2 separate regions of the Sus scrofa genome follow, and region 2 is linked to region 1. A link is a contact called in public Hi-C data. All regions are on one chromosome and are shown on one strand. Each heading gives the region's core, a stretch centred on a gene start, on an enhancer-like site or on the middle of the called end of the contact. The rest is flanking DNA. Distances are from core to core; before and after follow the strand shown. Region 1 holds the start of LOC100523624. Region 2 holds the start of ZNF827 (zinc finger protein 827).

The links. A called contact is a pair of places that touch in the nucleus more often than the background predicts.
Region 2: a contact with region 1 is called in a Hi-C map of embryonic fibroblasts, with 3 times the contacts expected there. The contact joins the promoter of ZNF827 here to the promoter of LOC100523624 in region 1. A contact is called at or near these places in 4 of 47 Hi-C or Micro-C datasets (embryonic fibroblasts, fetal heart ventricle and fetal skeletal muscle) and 2 of 2 datasets of contacts at active chromatin or transcription factors (alveolar macrophages and skeletal muscle).

Annotation. Positions count from the first base shown.
Region 1 is chr8:82,861,090-82,867,050 of Sscrofa11.1, reverse strand. LOC100523624 reads left to right here and starts at 2,222. Exons shown (of 13, transcript XR_002346751.1): 1 at 2,222-2,244. It overlaps LOC102165892 (a long non-coding RNA gene), which reads right to left and starts at 2,084. Exons shown (of 8, transcript XR_002346753.1): 1 at 1,490-2,084; 2 at 229-493.
Region 2 is chr8:82,594,541-82,600,825 of Sscrofa11.1, reverse strand. It overlaps ZNF827 (zinc finger protein 827), which reads right to left and starts at 4,266. Exons shown (of 13, transcript XM_021101536.1): 1 at 3,658-4,266. The coding sequence starts at 3,700.

The DNA.
Region 1 (5,961 bases), core at 973-3,472:
TAGCCTGCTGAGCAAGACCAGAGATCAAACCAGAGTCCTCATGGATACTAGTCAGGTTCATGACTGCTGACCACAACAGGAACTCCAAAAACATTCTTCTAATAATTATAATACTATAGAAATATAAGTCAATTTAACTATTATGCTTCCATAAGTATATGCTTCCACATTTTCCCAATTGTCCAAAAAATGTCCTGTAAAAAATCCATAATTCTAATTCATGATTACCATTAATGATGATCAGTCCTTCTGTCTTTTGTTGTTTGCCTTTCATGATACTGACATTCCTGAAAAGTCCATGAAAATCACATCCTGAATTTATCTGAGTGTTTCTTCACAGATTCAGGCCAAACATTTTGGCAAGAATGCTATACCGGTGTACTTCCAATAATTTGTGTTTTCCTCAGTATTGATGCTGTAAATTTTTTCCACGAAGCAGCTATTAACATTTTGCAGAGGCCTGATGTTTCAGAGAACACAGTTTAGGGAATGCCTGAATAAGGAAAAAAAAAAAGTGAAATGCACTAAAATGTTTATAAAGAGTTTGTAGGGTGAAAAGCAGGATTAAAAATCATTTCTAGGAGTTCCTGTTGTGGCTCAGCAGTAAAGAACCTGACCAGTATCCATGAAGATGCAAGTTCGATCCCTGGCCTTGCTCAGTGGGTTAAGGATCCAGCATTGCTGTGAGCTGTGGTGTAGGTCACAGACTAGGCTCAAATCCCACATTGCTATGGTAATGGCATAGGCCAGCAGCTGCAGCTCAGATTCCACCCCTAGCCTGGGAACTTCCATATGCTGCAGGTGCAGCCTTAAAGGTTAAAAAGGGAAAACAAAAATTGTTTTTAAATTACAAACTTCATTTCCATAAGTAATAAAAATTGAACTTTCCTAAAATTTGACACCAAAAAACCCCACAGAAACATTGTACAGATGAGTAGCCCCAGGTTAAAAAAAGGAAGTAACATCTCCCAAATTCTATCTTTATTGCATTTACTGTGTTCAGGAGCTGTTATTCGAAACCAGGTCTGACTGCTCCATGCATTCATTCCACTAGACCCTCTTTTTATTTTCTACAAGTGATTTTTCTTGGGTCTACAACTACTCTGAGATAAAAGTAGTGGTCTTTTAGTCCAAACAATAAAGATGTTAAGGAAGACTAATTCACTTTTTATTGCTCTATATTCAATAAGTGTCAACTCGTATCAAATAAGGTCTAACCCCTCCCAAATGTATGCAATTACGCAAATCACATATGAAGACTGAGGTCTTGGCTCCAGATAGTAATTATAATATTAGCATAATATTATACTAGCATATATTTTTATTCTCCGTAATTTGATCCTTGCTATTGCCTAGTGATGCTGTCTTTATTACATTACAGCAAAGATTTGGGAGACATCGGTTTTTCCTAAAAGTCCTAGAACTCAATTAAATTCAGGTGATAATAATTATTACAGGATCTAACAGGGTTTCCAAAAAAATGAGTTACCATTCTGGTCGCAAATCTTAAGCATGTTGGTTTTCACCTTCTTCCCCCTTTGCGACTTTGCGATGGCTGTGAGCATGGGTCCTGGCTCCGGGTACAGGTTAGGAAATATTAATCAATACGAATGGGTAACTTTCAAGAGAAAAAACTGCTAGTCTTTCAACCGTGAAAGACTACGCCAAGCTTTAAAAACTTGAGTTACATTTAAGCTGAACGTTGAGCATTTACTCCAACAGGTTGGTAACTGCTTTGCGAAGTCTGAGTCCCCTTATTTCTCCAGCTTGTCAAACATACCATGCCTCGCCCTCCACCTCAGACCTAAGCTTACTGGAAGATGAGGGAGAGGCCGGCGTTCACGGACCGCCGCAGGCTGCAAGGGCCTGGCTGCGATCAGGCTCCACCTCCCGGGCTTCGCCAAGCATGAGAACGGACCCTACCCTCGAAAAAGCTACCCGTGAAGACCGTAAACTGTTCTGCCTCGCTCACTTTTCCGCTACGAGGCAGCCGGTCGACTTCCCCACCACCGCAGCCCCGGAAGTCTTCATGTTCAAGAGCCCGCGCCACACGCCCAAAGCCCTCGGCCACGTCCACCGGGACAGACGCCACGCCCCGTACCTCGGCGCTCCGCCCCCAGCCGCTCCCCGGGGTCCACGCGCCAGCAGTGAGCTCGGCGCCTGCGCACCGGCGAGGGCGGGGGCGGGGCGAACAGGTCCGGCGGAAGGGGCGGGGCGGGGCCGCACTTCCGCGGCCTCGAGAGGGTGAGTTACAGGGAAGTCTTAGTGCGGCGTCACGAGTCAAGGCCGGGTTCCCGCCACGGGCCGCCGGCCGGGGGGCCATCTCGGCGTCCGGGGCGCCCCCTGCAGGATTTGGGGCGGGGGAAGGAGGAGGAGACTATTGAGGTGGATGATGGGGGTTTGGGCAGGATGTGGACGAGCAGGCCGTCGGCAAACTGGGTTCAAAGGGAAGGTTGGTTTTGTTTTCTCCTTAAAAAGGAAATTCTCTAAACAGCGTTTGAGAGTATTTTATCACTTGGGGCAGGTTTGTGTGTTTTCCCTTGTGTCACATTAAGGCAGTTTTGGTAAGGTGGCTGGTACTTTGCCGCTGCCAAGCTTGGCGAATGGTGAACCAGAGGCTGGGTCGGAAAAAGGCAGCGATAGTCATGTGTAGCCACTACCAAAGAGTGAAATTAAAACTCTTTTTTTTTTTTTTTTTTAATGGAATCAAATCCGGGATATAAAAGTAGAGTTCAAACTCCAAGTCACAAACAGCATCTATGTTCTGTCAAATACTGTGCCAGGCGTGGGCTTGGTCTCTTCTAGCAAACGTACTGGATTCAAATAATTTGCCTTTCTCATTAAAACATGAAAGACAACCTCAGCCAAAATAGCATGTAAAATTTCTTATTACCTTGAGAGTTGTGTCCTAATACATATTCTTTGGAAAATAAACACTACTATAGCTTTTCCAAGTTTGTAGAAAGTCAAAGGTTTCTTGAAAACCTGTGCAGATTCCCAATTGTTTTGAAGTGTACAGTGTCCAGAATATTCTTTCATGTAGTAACGTTTTGTATTCAAGGTAATAAGAAAAAAGGTCAGGACGGTTCAGTTGTTTTAAACACTGTAGTCTGTGAGGAAGGACAAAAAAAACTTGAAAAGTTACATGTAACTAAGAAATGTAAGTTAGAGTTTGAGGTATTTTAAGACGCCTAAAAGCCTACATTTGGTGTGGAAGGTGCTGGTAAGTGGTTGAGACTTTGCCCCTCAGCTGATTGTTGTGGTGTAGGAATGTGGCGCTCTCATACACAGATCACATTTTGTCCAGCACAGCCCCCAAATCTGTGTTTTTTGTGACTTGACTTTTTTTTTTTTTTTTTTTTTTTTTTGTCTTCTTGCCTTTTCTAGGGCCACTCCTGTAGCATATGGAAGTTCCCAGGCTAGGGGTCTAATCGGAGCTGTAGCCGCCAGCCTACACCAGAGCCACAGCAACGCGGGACCCGAGCTGCGTCTGCGACCTACACCACAGCTCAAGGCAACGCCGGATCCCTAACCCACTGAGCAAGGGCAGGGATAGAACCCGCAACCCTCATGGTTCCTAGTTGGATTCGTCAACCACTGCGCCATGACGGGAACTCCCTTTTCTTGATTTTTAATGTTACTGGCAACCAATTTAGTTTTGCACTCGCACACCCTCTGTGGGCCAGGAACAACCAGATTATGACCTCTGCAGATTATCACCTGAGTACTCAAAAATAATTTGGATTAAAAAGAGGAAAACCTAGAAACCATGATAGTCAGGAAGGGATTTAAGAAAACAGTGGGTTGAACCTGGGTTGAATAGGAGAGGGGTCATGGTGAGGAAGGATGTAGCAGGCGAGTAAAATTTCAATTGGGAAAGTAAGCAGCAGGTTTGGAAGATGGTAAGATACTGAGTAAACCCTAGGAGAGGTCTGAGAAGTGCAGTAAGTAGAAGAAGACTGGTTTGAGAAACCCTTCAATACCACACAGGACTTTATCCTCAGGCAGTGGTTCTCAAACTTGAGCATATATCACCATCAGCTGGCAGACTTGACCCTGCCTCCAGAGTTTCTGGTTCAGGAGGTATGGAGCATGAGAATCTCCCTTTCTTATCAGTTCTCAGTTGATGGAGCTGCTGCCAGTCTGGGGACCACATTTTGAGAACCCCTGTCCTAGGCTGTAGGGAAGTTTTGGAGGGATTCTACTTGGGTTAGTAAGGAGATCCCATTAACAGTTCAGTATGAGTCTGCTGTGAAGTCGAAGATGGAGGACTGGAGAGGGGAGGAGAGAAAGAGAAAAGAAGGTTCCTTACAGTTGATTAGCTCCTGCTTGATGCCAGGCCCTCTCCTGAATACTATTTCATTTGTACTTACTATGACCCTGAGGTGTAGGTCTTCATATTTTCATATGGTGAGTAGTAGAAATTGCCCAGGTCCCATAGCTAGTCTCAGAGCCCCTTAGTTAGACTTTTTCAGATTTGAACTCGGCTAGTAGCAGCGGAAATGAATCAAGACATTGATGGGTAATGGAATTGTGAAAAATCGAGACTTCCCCCAAAGATTGAAACCTAAAAGTATACTTTGGGAAATCTTAAGTCTTAACCTGGAAAGTGATAAGAGGTAAAGTGGACAGAGAACTTTAGAATATTCCCCGAATGAATTCAGAATGTGTTCTTTATTACTCTTATATAACAATGACCTATTTAAAAGTTTCTTGTTTAAAAAATCATTCTTCTCTACCAAAGTTTGCTGAAATTATTTGAAAAGGAGAAAGTAAAGCCTTCTGTTGGGTGGAGGGAGATGGTAAACATTGATGGCGTCTGACAGTTTTATCTTCACATCAGAAGTGATTAGCACTGAGAAATGAAAACACGTGGTGTTACACTGTTTTGCCTGTTGTGAACCTCGCTGTGCCTCAGACACTGACCTAATGTATTGATTTTGGAAATCCTGCACGCTTTTACTTGCCAGAGTAGTTATTGAATGGAGAATATTCATTGGGTCAATTTCAAGACAAATATCTCAGGTTAGACTGGCTGCTGCTGAGATTTTTAATGAAGGAAAACATCCATATGTTGAAATTAGACTTTAAGAAGGAAGTTCTAAAACTATATTTGTACTGTAAAATCTAGAAAAATGTACGTTTTCAAACAAGGGTCAACTGAGTAATCAATAATGGAGTTATTGACCCATACAAAATTATACATTCACTCATTCTGTGATGAACAAACTGCTGTGGGTACAACAGTAGCTCAGTCTAGGCAAGGCTGACATCTTAAAAAGTGGTCATAGGAGTTCCCATCGCGGCTCAGCGGTTAACAAATCTGACTAGCATCCATGAGGATGTAGGTTTGGCCTTGCTCAGTGGGTTAAGGATCCTGTGTTGCTGTGGTGTAGGCCAGTAGGTACAACTTCAGTTAGACCCCTAGCCTGGGAACCTCCATTTGCCTTGGCTATGGCCCTAAAAAAAAAAAAGTAGTCATAGGAGTTCTCTGGTGGTCTGACGATTTAGCATTGACACTGTTGGGCACGGGTTTGATCCCTGGTCCCGGAACTTCCTCATGCTGCAGGTGCTGCCAAAAATAGTCACAGAACAATGTGATCAGCACTCTAATAGAGGGATGTGACCTGTTCATGATGACAAGAGATAGACATGATGACCAAAGGGGTGTGGAAAGGAGGCCAGGGAACTGTTTATAGAGGAGGAGACTCTTGTGTTGACTCTTGAGGGCTGAGAAGAAATTTGTGAGATGCTTAAGGTATTGCATTCAGGAGGAACATCCTGGACAAAGGCCAGGATGTCCAAAGAGGGGATTTTGCCAGGATCTGTGTACAGATCAGAATAGTTACAGCAATATGGTAAAAGTGGAGGATGAATTAAATTGGAGAGGTGGATAAGAACACTCAAAAGAGTATGAAATATTTATGTAATGAGTGTCTTGGCTGGATTGGAAACTTCATA
Region 2 (6,285 bases), core at 3,017-5,516, 270 kb after region 1:
CTGTCTTTTCTAGGGCCGCACCCAGGGCATATGGAAGTTCCCAGGCTAGGGGTTTAATCAGAGCTGTTGCCAACGGCCACAGCCATAGCCATAGCAACTCGGGATCCGAGCCTCGCCTGCAACCTACACCACAGGTCACTGCAAGGCGGATCCTTAACCCACTGAGTGAAGCAAGGGATCAAACCCGAAACCTCATGGTTCCTAGTCGGATTTGTTAACCACTGCACCATGACGGAAACTCCCTACTTCAACTTCTTAAACGTGTGTTTAAGGTTCCCTAAATTCTCAAAACATTATTATCAATAGAAGTTCTGAACCATTTATATCTTTGGTGTCAAAAGCAGTCTTTCCCATTTCATCCCCTCTTCGACCCTTCCCACCAGAAAACCACACGCATCACTTTCTTTGATGGCAAAATATTGTCTGCCCATATAACTTCTTAAAGACTCGGCATGGCTTCTATTAGGGCAATCTTAATTCTCAACTCACTATATTTTAACTGATATGGAATGGTTCTCTGGGGAAAGAAAAACTCTGGCCCCATACACAAATAAACAAACATAGAACTTAGCATCAAAACTGGAATTTAGGACTACAATTATATTCTACATTAAATACAAATTAACACTAATTTTACTGAAGTCCACACTACTGCAAGTTCCTTCAAGACTCATTCAGCACTTGGCAAGTCTTGGGTTACTGTGTCTGAATTGCAACATACACCATTTGCCCAGAAATTGCTCTTAGCTCAAATGCAAATTGCTTACAAAACATGTGTAAACCAAGCACACATCCACAAAAATCCATTCAAAGCAAAGGTAAGTGGAAAAGCATTGCAAATTAGGCTTCTCTTTTAAAACTGGAGGGACTTTTACGGTGTTCCCAAAAGGTAATTGCTTCTTACTTCAGTGAAAAAAGTGGCTTTATGTGACTAAAATAAAGAGTTGATTTTTTTTTTTTTAAACTGAGTGGGATAACAGTATTCAATTAGAGAACAGGGTAGGAGAGCCCATTCTCAAAATATAACTTAATCACCAGGCCCCAGCACACTGGAAAGGCCCACCAAACACACGAGCTAAAATGGAGCCTGAATTTCCTCTCAGACAGAGAGGGTAGTCGCACGAGGTCAGGGTCAAGGTCACCAGCAGGGCAGGCTGCAGCTGCCCGGCTGCACTACACACAACGGGAGGGAAGGCGTTCCGTCTCCGTCACAACCAAACAGATAAATCCCTTCTCTCCTACCCTCCCCTTTAACCCCGCCAACATTTTTTTTTTTTTTTTAGAAGAAAGGAAAATGACCAAATAACCTCGCCGCCCTGGTTTTCGCACACAAGCTCATCAGCTCCCAAAGTTGCCATCTAAGGGCAAGTTCGCAGAGAACACTGAAGCCCATTTTGTCGGAGCAGGGCAAGCCTCCTCCGACCCCCTCCCCGCCCCAGGATTCCTGCCTCCTCTCCCGGCCCCCGCACGCCCCCGAAAAGAGCTGGGAACTGCGGCCGGCCGGCCATGTGCACGCACACACTTCCACCAACTGCTGCGACTTTTCTGTGAATCGCAGCGCCGAGCCTCCCAACTCGCCCTCCCCGACTCCGCCGCCTTCTCTTTCCTCGCACAAAATTTCCCTGCACACGCAGCCGCCTGCGAATGATTTTCTGTGCATATATATTACATATGTGATATTATCCTCAGAACCTCTAGCGGGCAGGCGAAGAAAGGACTGCACAGGGGCATTTTTTTTTTTTTTAAAGGAAGGGGAAAAAAAGCATAACCCAAGCCCTGTGCGTCGACTCCTGCGTACCGGGAAGGGGAAAGAAAGAGGAATGTTTGTGGAGCGGGCTGCCTGCAAGTGCCCTTGCTCGCCACTTTGGCCGCGGCCCGGGTGACACCGAGGCGCGGGGGCGCCCGGCCAGAGTCACCCGCGCCCCCTGCCCGTCTCCCGGGCAGGCACCGCCGCGGAGATTCGCGAGGGGGAGATCGATAGCGCTGCCCGTCTGCAGCGGAAACACACAAGCTCACACACAACCCGAGCCCGAGACACCATAACCTTAACCCTTCCCCCACCCTCCGTGAACTTCAGGTGACCGACCACGTCGGCCTGACACCCCGGCGGGCGGGCGGGCGTTTCGGCTCCGCTCCCGCCCCCAGCCCGGGTTTTGCAGGATCGGGATACGAGCCGCGCCAAACCGCCGGGAGAGGGGAGCAGTGCGGGGGGAGAGAAGAGAAATTGACCCTCCGTCTCCCCCGACCGCTCCCTCCCGCGCCTCCGGCGTCCCCTCCTCCCCGTCACCCCGCCCCACGCCTTCTCCCCTGCCCCCTCCTCCCTGCATTCAAGGAGCCGGGCGGCCCCGGGGGATATTTTTAGTTGCTTCTTTCTCCTTCACTTTTAGCTTTAGCAGCATCTCGGAGCACGCTAAGCGGAGAAAGATTTGGGGTGGGGGGGGAGCTGGAGAGGGAGTGGGGGAAAAGTTAAGAGTCTCGCAAAGAAAAGCCGGAGGGAGGGCGTAGAGGGACCGGGGGCGCGGGTGGAGGAGGGGAAGGGGACCGGGCCGTGCCGGCGGGTGTGTGTCTCCAGTTGGTGTGTGTGGCTGCAGCCGGGGAGGGCTGTGATGCACTTTAGTCCTGGACTCTGCTCAGGCTCTCCGGGGAGGGGGGTCTGAGAGCCCGAGTCTCGCCCGGCTCCGTCTGCTCCGACTGACCCCGCATTTTATTGCGGCCAGGAGCCCTGCTCCTCCCTCCCCACGGCTCTGCAGGGACCTCGCGCGCCGCGAGCCGCCCTGCCTCCTGCCTCCGCCTCGGCGCAGCTCCCGCACCCCACATCCGCCCGCCGCTGCCCGGCCTCGCCCCCCGCCCGGCCACCCCGCGCCCCGGCGCGCCCCCTCGCCCCGGCGCCGCGGGAGCAGCCGCCCGGCGGCGCGTGTGTACCCGTGTGTTTGTGTGCGGTGCCCCCACACCCTCCCAGCCGCTCCCGCCTCGCCCGCCCCCGACTCCCCTCCTCCGCCGCCGCCTCCTCCACCTCCGCCTCCTCCTGCTCCTGCCGCCGCCGCTGCCGCTGGCGGCTCCGGGGCCGACCAACCCCGGCGCAACCTTTAGCCGGAGACGGACCTCTCCCTGGATCCTGTACCCGGCAGGCGGCCGCGCGCCCTCGCCCCGAAACCCCCAAACGCCATGTCACGGCCCCCAGCCCTCCGCGCGCCCCGACCCCCGCACCCTCAGGCACCGCGATCCTCAAGGAATTTTTTTTTTTTTTAAAGATTCCAACCTCTCCCACCTCCCCTCCACCCCCGATTAAAAAAAAAAAAAAAAAAAACCGGCATCCACGCTACTCCCCTCCTCCCTTCTCTGGCCCCCTCCCCCCAGCAACCCGGAGTGAGGAGGGGGAGGGAAAGGGAAAAAAAGCCCGATCTCAAGGAAAAAAAGAGGGGGGGGAGAGAAAGAAAGAAAAAGAGAGAGAGAATAGAAAGGGCACCGGGCTGATCATCACCAACATGGCTGCCTCAGCATAGACCTAAACGAGGAGTAACCCGGGCTGTGTCTTTGTCAGTTTCACCTCTGTAACCCTAAACTAATGCAGAAAACAACGGAGGAGGCTGCGGAGGGGAAAGAGGAGAGGGAGGGCGAGAAAATGGCACGAGAGGAGGTGGAGAAGGGATGACTTACGTGAGGGAAGGCGCTTGGGCTGCTCCTGCTTCCTCCTGGGCATTTTCCCCCTTTTCTCACATTCTCCTCCTCGGTTAATGTGAGATCAAATAAACCCCCGTGGGGGCAGAGAGGCAGACACTGGCAGGAGCGGGGAGGTAGTTGGGGGGGCGGGCGGGCGGGCAGGGGGAAACCCCTTCTCTCCGGTGTGTGCAATGGGTTGAAGCTTGTTTCCTGGAGCCAGAAGAGGGGTTTTCTTCTTTTCTTTCCTTTCTTTTTTTCCTTTTTTTTTTTTTTTTTTAATTTTTGGTCGTGCACCTGGCTTGTCCCCGAGCGTAATATTCTTCAATGGAAACGGATCTAATAGGTGTGAGTGTGTGTGTGTGTCCTATGCTCGCGTGTGTGATGGGAGGTATAAATAAATGAGTGCCGGTGCGGCGGTGTCTATGGCCGCGCTGTGTCTCCGAGCCCCTAACACTAATGTCGGGATCAAAGGGCAGCGGCGGCGGCAGCACAGCTCACAGCTCGCTCTCTCGCTCGCTCGCTCTCTTTCTCGCTCTCTCCTCTCTCGCGCTCTCTCTCTCTCTGTCACACACACACTCACACACACACACACACAGAGGCACAGACTGAAGGAAAGAGCGAGAGCTAGACACACACACACACACACACACACACACACACACAGAGCAAAGAGGAAGGTGCCCTAAGGCTCCCAGGGCGGACTCAGCCCGGGATTTGCAACCGCTCTGGCTGGAAAGAATGGGGGGCGCGCGTGCGGGGGTGGGATGGAGTTCTTCGAATTTATCCCGCTATTCGCCAAATCTAGGGGGGGAAAAGTTTGTCCCACTCTTTAAACAACGATTAGTTCATTATTCTTACTGATTTTTTTTTTAAGAAGGAAATAGGTTTTGTCTCTTAACTTTCTTTTGTTTATTAGACTACATTTTGTTCTGTATAAAATCCTTCAGGCTTTTTGTCACAAAAGAATTACTCTCTCTCCCCATCACCTTAAGTCTGTGGAGGTGACAGTCTTCCACGCACTCTCCAAAAACACTGCAATCAAAATAACAAAAAGAAAAAGATAACATATGGTGAGATCAATAACTAGGTTGATGGAATAAGTGCCCAGTTTTGGAGTGTCCGGTGGAGTTAAAACTGGAAAATGCTGCCTAAATGAAAATTATAGCTCCTTGACAAAGGGGGAAAAATAAGATTAGGTCACTCCTGATGGCTGATTTAACTGCTACACGATGCTCTATGGTGCACACAGCAATCTTGACTTCTGAAATTTACTTTTTTTCCCTGCTCTAATACAGGTATGTGAAGCTTACCCTGAAGCAATTCCAGTTTGCATTATGAGCTCAATATAGCGGTTTTCATTAACTGATACATACTTTCATTACTTTACAAATCACACATCTTTCTTCAAAGAGAGACATAAAGGGGAAAAATAGAAAAGGACGGGTCTCACTCCAGCACAAAAGGTACTTGGTGAAAGAGGACTGTTCTCTTTGTGACTTGCAGTCATTTGGATAAAAGTTCACTCAGAGGTTGTTAATGATTTAAACTCCAAAACTTGCTACTATAATTGAAGTAAAAAAAAAAAAAAAAGTCTGCAGAAGAGTTGTTTCATAAAACTCTCTTTGTAAGAGGAAACTTTGAACTTAGCAGAATACATTATATGTCATGAGTCAGATGTAGCTAAAAAATAAAAAGGTGCATTATTTAACTACATTTTCCCTTTTAAGCTTTTTAAAACCTCTGACTCATCATCTTATTATGTTAAATATTTTCTTACAAATTTTAAAATAGACTTTTTCATCAAAGAAGGTGGAGGCACGGCCAAGATACAGAACATTAAAATGACACTCCATGCGCTTGCATGGATAGCTAATGCCTCTTTGAGGTTCTGACTGAATTCTCACAACTGAAGTGGTGTTCAAGACAGTCATGGGGGTTAAACCCCTACACCCTTTCAAAAATAACAATAAGCTTTCATTCCTCACATTTTTATTAGGGAAGCTTAAAGAGTGTTGTATCTCCCAAAAGATTTTTTTCATTGATAATGAAACCTCAGGACCCCCACTGCCAAATCCCTTGAAAGATCTAGCCTCCCAGTAACAAGTAACATCTGAAGCAGGTTTGGAAACACCTGCTTAGATTCAATCTAAAACCAAACAGAGAGTGGTCAAGTTTGAAAGCATCTTGCTTAAACCAACTCTTCCTTGAATATTGGCTGGAGTAAACTGGTAGTTAAGGTTTCCCGAGTTACCATTGGAAATAGAGCTACCTTTCAACTCAGATGGAACGCAACTTATGCCATGATTTTTGACGACTCTCAGTAGCATTGGACTTGAAATTAGCACATGAATGACATATCAGAGCCCATCATTCTCAATAGACTCATTGGCCTGGGTGTGAGGAGTTTTAAATCTAACCCGGGGTAAATGGAATGATCCCAACACTTCACCACTGCTCCCTCAGAGCCTTTGGCTGGGATATGGACGACAACAACATGACACACCACCACCTTTTCCTGAATTGCTGATTCTCTGCAATGCTTAGTACACTATAATTGAAAACACACTTTAGGCCTTTCCTCAAAGTAGAGAACATTTCCCAAGACCTTTTAAAGGCACACAGGCA